Regions from separate parts of the Mus musculus genome. Here region 1 is linked to region 2. A link is a contact called in public promoter capture Hi-C data. All regions are on one chromosome and are shown on one strand. Each heading gives the region's core, a stretch centred on a gene start, on an enhancer-like site or on the middle of the called end of the contact. The rest is flanking DNA. Distances are from core to core; before and after follow the strand shown. Region 1 holds the start of Nav1 (neuron navigator 1). Region 2 overlaps Nav1 (neuron navigator 1).

Region 1 (3,535 bases), core at 279-2,778, 120 kb before region 2:
TCTCTGCTACAGTCCCTGTCCTAGAAAGGTTCATAGAATCTCAATCCAGCCCTGGGGTCATCATGGAAGTTAAAGTACCCAGGGCTCTGGTCAGTACCCTTGGCTCTGGCCAGCACCCAGTGTCCAGCCATCTGGCCTCAGAGCCTGAGTCATTAATACCTACTCTGGGCTAGCATGGTACTTGGAGAGCTCCTATGCTGATAGAACAAACATATCCAGGATCTCTTCAGTTGGTTCTGCAGCTGGGCAGTGGTGGCGCACGCTTTTAATCCCAGCACTCGGGAGGCAGAGTCAGGCAGATTTCTGAGTTCGAGGCCAGCCTGGTCTACAGAGTGAGTTCCAGGACAGCCAGGGCTACACAGAGAAATCCCGCCTCCAAAAACAAAAAACAAAACAAAACAAAAAATGCTCTGCCAAGGGACCTATGCTAACTCTCCTGTGTCCTTAGTGTCCCAAAGCCCCTTTTCCTAGGAAGCTAGGATTAAAACCATTGTAAGAGCAACAGAGGTTCAATGACTTTGACAAGGTCATGTGATCAAGTGGAATGGTGACTCGGACTCCTGCACCCAACAGTTAGCCGCTTCAACCCCTCAGGTCCCTGTCCCTGTCAACCCTAGGCACTGTCTAAAGCAGCCTGTTCTGTCCTGTGTCCCTTACCTTCTGGGTTTAGGAGGGCAAAATACACCATAGAGACTAAAGGTAACTAAAGGTAAAGAATTTCTGAGGGAAACCAAAGGTAACGGTTTGTGAGAGCTTCCCTCAGGCTCTGCCAGTTTCTACCCAAGACCTACAGGGCCACTCTTTCTCCTGGGTCAAAGACACCCTTTCCCAGGACCTTTACCTGTACCCCTAAGTCTCCCTTCCTCCACTCATGCTTTTTTCCAGATGCAGCAGGGAACCTTCTACCCCATCTCTCTGTAGAAAGCAAGGAGAAAAACTGGTGGGATCCTCTCTGTGCCCCCGGGGCTCAGCTCACAGACACCTCCCCCTCCCGAGCCAGAAATAGACACACTCTCTCCCCTACCTCCCTCCCCTTGCGCACACTCCACCCCTCCTCCTGTTTGCTCCCCGCCTTCCCCCTCCCCTCTTTCTCGCTGGGAGCTGCAGCCCGCAGCCTCTCCACGAGCTGGAAGGAGGAGTAGAGAGAGGGCGCTGCCCCGGAGTGTGCAGCCCGCAGCACGGATCGGCTAGCCGGGGGACAGAGACAAGATCCCAGCATCACAACACGACCTGGCTTCGATGGAGCCGCTGGTCTTCTATCGTTCCTTTGACTGATTTAAATTTTTTAATTTATATTCTCCCCGCCCCGCCCCTTTTCCTTCGACCCCGCCCCATCAACCCGCTATTTCCTTGCCTTTTCCTCTTCCCCGGCTTCCTTCTCCGCATTTCTTTCCCTTTCGCCCTCCGCTCGCCCCCTTGCTCCCTCCCCTTCCTCTCCCCTTCCTCCGCGGTTTCTTCCGTCCTCCCCCCCATTCCGCCCCCTCCTCTCCCGGCACTACCGCCCCCTCCCCCGCCCCGTGCCTGCAGACGCGCGGATCGTCCATGCGCTCCTCGCAGGCAGAATGCTGGGCAGCAGCGTCAAGAGCGTGCAGCCCGAGGTGGAGCTGAGCGGCGGCAGCGGCAGCGGCGGCGACGAGGGCGCGGACGAGTCTCGGGGAGCCAGCAGAAAGGCAGCCGCGGCGGACGGCAGAGGCATGCTGCCCAAGCGCGCCAAGGCGGCAGGAGGCAGTGGCAGTATGGCCAAGGCCAGTGCAGCGGAGCTGAAGGTCTTCAAGTCCGGCAGCGTGGACAGTCGTGTCCCCGGCGGGCTGCCTACCTCCAACCTGCGCAAACAGAAGTCGCTCACCAACCTCTCGTTTCTCACGGACTCCGAGAAAAAGCTGCAGCTGTATGAGCCTGAGTGGAGTGATGATATGGCCAAAGCACCCAAGGGTTTGGGCAAACTGGGGCCCAAGGGCCGCGAGACTCCTCTGATGTCCAAGACGCTGTCCAAGTCTGAGCATTCGCTCTTCCAACCCAAAGGTGGCTCAACCGGCGGCGCCAAGACCCCACTGGCTCCGCTAGCGCCCAGCCTAGGCAAACCTAGCCGGATTCCTCGGGGACCCTATGCGGAGGTCAAGCCTCTCAGCAAGGCGCCTGAGGCAGCGGTAAGCGATGATGGCAAATCGGATGACGAACTGCTTTCCAGCAAGGCTAAAGCGCAAAAGGGCTCAGGGACTGTGCCCTCTGCCAAGGGCCAGGAGGAGCGGGCCTTCCTCAAGGTGGACCCCGAGCTTGTGGTTACCGTGCTGGGCGACCTAGAACAGCTACTCTTCAGCCAGATGCTAGGTAAGACTTGCTGCCCCGCCCCACCCCGCCCCTGGTTTTCTCCTGGCCAGCTGCAGGAAGAGGTTTGCTTTCCCCCTTTCTCCCTTCTATACCGATCACTGGCCAGGTTAGGAGGGGTATTACTGCCCAGATGTGCAGAGCTGGCCTACCTCCAGCTGTGTCTGGCTAACGTGTGTCTTAAAGATGTCGCTGATGGGAGCCTGGGCTCTGCTGTGGCTTGTTGGAAGTGAGGGTGGACAATGGAGACGGGGGACTTGGGGGGCTCAGAAATCATTAGCTCCCTTGAATTTTAAGGTCCAGAGTCCTAATATGGCAAACCACAGTGAGGTTGGTAGAAACACCAGCTGAGGAGTAGTCTGCGCTGAATAACACAGCATCCAGCATTGCTAGGGAAGCCTAGGGTAGGAGATCTAGAGCAAAGATGTGGGGAAAGCAGATGTGAGGGCTAGTTGGTCCTTGGAGCAGGGCTGAGGCTCCACTTCCTCTGTGAATCCCGGGTGGGAGCTTGAGTCGGATTTCCCCGGGTGTGGGGGACCTGGCAGCAAGAAGTGTCTGGGGCCAGGGAGGCGGGCGGGCAGCCAGCTGTGCGCATCTGGATACACGTCCGTTCCCCCAGCCCCAAGCAGTCACCCCATCCCCCTAAATGTTTTAGGGAAAGGTCTGGGATTTTGCAAGGAGACTCCCGAGAAGCCTTTGCCCTTTGGCTAATGAAAGCCAAGCTGGCGGGAAGAGAGAAACAAAGCTTGCTCGGCGGAGGAAGCCAGAGAGCTGCTCCATTGTTCTCCAAGCCTGAACAGTCCGAGGAAAAAATCCCGAGCCAGCCCGGGAACCGTGTTTTCTTTCTGTGGAGTCCCTGTTCTCAGACAAGGATACATGGAAGATGTGCCTAAGGAGGCGGCTGTGCCTTGGTAGCCCGCACCAGCAGTACAAGAGCTGCGGGAGATCGGCTGCTAGCCACCTTAAGTGCACAGACTTGTTGCAGTGAATGTGGGTCCTCAGGCATCAGAGCCCAGGGACCCCATCTTCCTGGGTACCTTGTAGTCTGGTACCGGCTCTGCTGGGGGCTGGGAAGGGGCGTGTCGTGAGCGTGTGAAAGGGCGGGGCCAAGAGGAGGGTGGCGGTCTAAGTGACCAGATTGATGGAGAGAGAAGCTAGGGCTGGCCCAAGGCCCCTGGAGAATGCTGAAGGAAACCTGTTCAGCCTGCTG
Region 2 (3,302 bases), core at 619-3,118:
CTTCTGTGCTCTCCTTCTCTTTCAGTTCATGGCTCGGTGCTGTCTCTGGCCTCCAGTGCTTCTTCTACCTACTCCTCAGTAAGACCATTAATGCCCCTTCCCGTGAGCCCTGCCCCTCAGTGAGACCATCAATGTCCTTTCCCCGGGAGCCCCCCTCCCCATTCCACCTTCCCTCGGACCTCCTTTGGTTGGGTAACTGGATGGGGATGGGTACCTATCATCGCTACCCTCGCTGGCCATGGGAGTGGGCGTAGTGGGTAGCACCTAGAGCTTGGAACACTCCGATGAGTACCTTGGAGCCTCTGTTCTTTCTGGCCTTGCCACCAACTCCCAAGCAACTCTGGTGTTTTTTTCCCTCCTTTGAAAAGTAAAGATCTCCTTGTTACAGCCTCCTTTCCCTGCCATGGGATTTGGGCAGTGTTTCTAGCACCCAAGATGAATAGGTCCCCAAGACTCTAGAGACCCCAGTAATGTACAGAATTGACCAAATGTCTACAGCCTTTGGCTTTCAGATCTCTTGACTCGTAGGTTTGTTTTAACCTTCATTCTTTCCTCCTTCATGGTGCTAACAGTCACGGTTTGCTTTCAGACCAACCAGCTTCATTCTCTAGCCTTCTCGGCAAGGACCAGGTTGGCTAAAGATGAGCACCCGAGAGGAGCCTAGTACTTAAACCTGAATGTAGCTCTGAGGAGCCAGGGCCAGGGGGACTCTCCTCTCTGCATCTGTCAATCATGCTTCTTCCAGTCTCTGCCCTGACATTTGGGCCCCGGCTTCTGCGCCGGTTCTCCATAGTAACCACCTGCTTTTTCTGTCTCTCTCTCTCCTTCTGTGCCCACTTCTCCAGGCTGAGGAGAGGATGCAATCTGAGGTAGGATACAAAGCCTTTGTCTCTGCTTCTTTAACACCGCCACACACTCCGATTTCAGTCTTAGTAATCTACCTCTGCCGTCAGCAGCTTGTCTCTCTCTCTCTTCCTTTCGCAGCAAATTCGGAAGCTTCGTAGGGAGCTGGAGTCGTCCCAGGAAAAGGTGGCCACCCTGACATCTCAGCTGTCTGCCAACGTGAGTACCCAAGCAGGATGAGACCTGGCTCCTGTTAAACCAGGCAGTGCGGGAAAGCGGTCTGACCGAGTCTGCCCTGGCCTGAGATCTCTGGGGAGAAGGTTGTATTCACGGCTCTAGAGCAGAAGATTTGGGGACTGTCCTTCAATTTTTCTGAGCCTTCATTCAGAACCATTTTTTCCCACCTTAATTCATTGATATGGCTGAGTTGGTGTCTGGTAACCTTTGACCTTCCTAACGAAAGCAGAGACCGTGGTTCTGCAGGGAGGCAGAAACAACCTTGCCATTGGCCATGGACAAAAGTCACAATTCATTTTAATTACCGAGCCCTCGATCGTTTCCACTGCCCTAGGGTGTGTTTTTCTCTTTATTGATGCCACACAACTGAACAGGCTCAGAGCCGGTTATTAGAATTCTGTCTGGGGACCACGAGGCCGGCCGGCTCAAGTCCAACTCCATCCTAGCAACCTGTGGAGTTCACCGTTGGCTCTGCCTCTATTCTGCCATTGATCTGAGCTGAGCTTCCTTCATCTTTGGAGCCAACATCCTTCATTTCTGCATCTAACCCACCTCCGTATGGCCACTTAGAGTGACTACCTTCCTCCTGACCTTAGTTTTTCTGTTCTGAGAGATGAGGAGGAACACACCTACCTCATCTAACTCCACTGTGGGCAGTTCCTCTCCTGTGACCAAATTGCAAACAGAGAACATAAGAGCCATTTTCTCCCGTAGTTGTAAACAACAGCTGAGCTGGGTCTCCAGGAGCTCTCCAAGTGTTTGCACAAAAAATAACCGCGTCTGCAGTTTCCGCAGCGCTTTCTCCTCTTCTCTCTTCCCTTCCTCTCTGGGGAGCTCAGCTGCCAGGCCTGAGCCTAGCCTTGAAACCAGGTAGAGTTTTTGCGTGTTTCCAGTGAATTTCAGCGACAGCTCTCTTACCACATTGGCTGTCGTCTTTATTCTTTCTCCCAAGTCCTCAGTTCAAAAGTCCTGTATTGACTGGTTTGCTTGAAGCTCATATCAAACTTCAAACTCTCTGGGACCAAAAGAATTATAACAGAAACAAGAATGGTCCTGTACCCCACCAGTCAAGGCCAGTGGCCTAGGTCATGTCCTGCATACCCTAGGAAATTCATGTCTGGGAGATGTCGAAGGGGAGAGGCGCCAGGGAGGTGGAGAACAGCCAGGGAGGCAGAGGACATTATTATGCCTGATTCACTTACACTGCAATCTGTCAGCCATCGTGGCTGTCAGGGCTGGACTAGTTCCAGAAAATGAATTTAGAGGGTGAATTTTCTTAGGACAGGAAGTTCCATTTGGCCAAGAGAAAACAAACTAAAACACAGTTCTGGTGAGTTCTGAATCTAGAGTCAGGTTTTGGCCAAGGGTCCGAGCCCTTCCCTTCAGTGGGAGATGTGATGCCAGGCCCCAGAGCTCGACTTGGGATCCCTGATGTTGAACCAATCTTACACCGTGTTGGATGGTGCAGCCAAGCTGCTGACGATGACACACTTGGCCAGGAAGCGGCCCTGATCACTGTATTGCCTCTACAAAAGGACCACTTGGCCTAGAGTCCTACAGGCACCCTAACCTGAGGTTGGCCTCAGAGCAAGGTGCCATGGAGGAAAAGAGACGTAGGAAAGAAGAGAGAGGCAAGGCCAGTCCCTCAGAGGGGGAGATGTGCATGTAGAAATGAGTGAAGAGGCCAGGGCCACTCCAGGCTCTGAGTAGATTTTCAGGGAATATGAATAGGGGCCGGGGAGGTGGTGGTGGTGGTGGTGATCAGAATTCGGCCTGAGGGGGCAAGCTTGAAATCCCAGGTACTTGAGAGGTTGCAGCAGCAGGAGGGTCACAAGTTCAAGGCCAGCCTGAGTAACTTAGTGAAATCTCTCAAATTTTGAAAAAAGACAGAAGGTCAAAGAAAGATGCTCAGAGCTTGCCATGTATTTGCCTGGGAGCCCAGGACTCTGCAGATTTACAGGAAACATGGAAGATACTGCCTCCGGTTTTCAGGCTCTAAGGCACTGGTGAAGTTTGACTTGTTGTTCAAAGAGGACACGTAGGAGGAGGCAGGGAGGGTGTTGCAGACACCACAGGGACTGGGCATGAGTGACCTACCCAAAGCCTTCCTCCTCTTGTTATGAGGGTAACAAGAGGACCATTTGCTGCAGTGCTCTCATGGGGGCTGTTTATCCATCCTTGAGTGGTCCCCTGTCTGCTCCTGTACCCCATTCCCTTTACCT

The links. Promoter capture Hi-C pulls out the DNA fragments that hold promoters and counts their contacts.
Region 1: a contact with region 2 is called in a promoter capture Hi-C map of hippocampal neurons, with 4 times the contacts expected there. The contact joins the promoter of Nav1 here to the enhancer-like site in region 2. A contact is called at or near these places in 8 of 39 promoter capture datasets (the 3T3-L1 cell line, the HPC-7 cell line, cranial neural crest and 5 more), 8 of 484 Hi-C or Micro-C datasets (the C3H10T1/2 cell line, the N1E-115 cell line, cerebral cortex and 5 more), 3 of 115 datasets of contacts at active chromatin or transcription factors (embryonic stem cells and forebrain) and 3 of 9 other capture datasets (adipose tissue, liver and pancreatic islet).

The regions. Positions count from the first base shown.
Region 1 is chr1:135,583,348-135,586,882 of GRCm38.p6, reverse strand. Nav1 (neuron navigator 1) reads left to right here and starts at 1,528. Exons shown (of 30, transcript NM_173437.2): 1 at 1,528-2,328. The coding sequence starts at 1,563.
Region 2 is chr1:135,461,482-135,464,783 of GRCm38.p6, reverse strand. It overlaps Nav1 (neuron navigator 1), which reads left to right. Exons shown (of 30, transcript NM_173437.2): 11 at 26-78; 12 at 846-869; 13 at 985-1,062. Among named protein-coding and RNA genes, the nearest start is that of Mir1231, 8.4 kb to the right of the region's middle. Within about 2 kb of position 1,868, at least 27 of the 459 cell types and tissues checked have an H3K27ac peak or open chromatin away from gene starts, as enhancers often do. A contact at or near this core is called in the N1E-115 cell line, hippocampal neurons, muscle stem cells and 2 more, where this site is marked.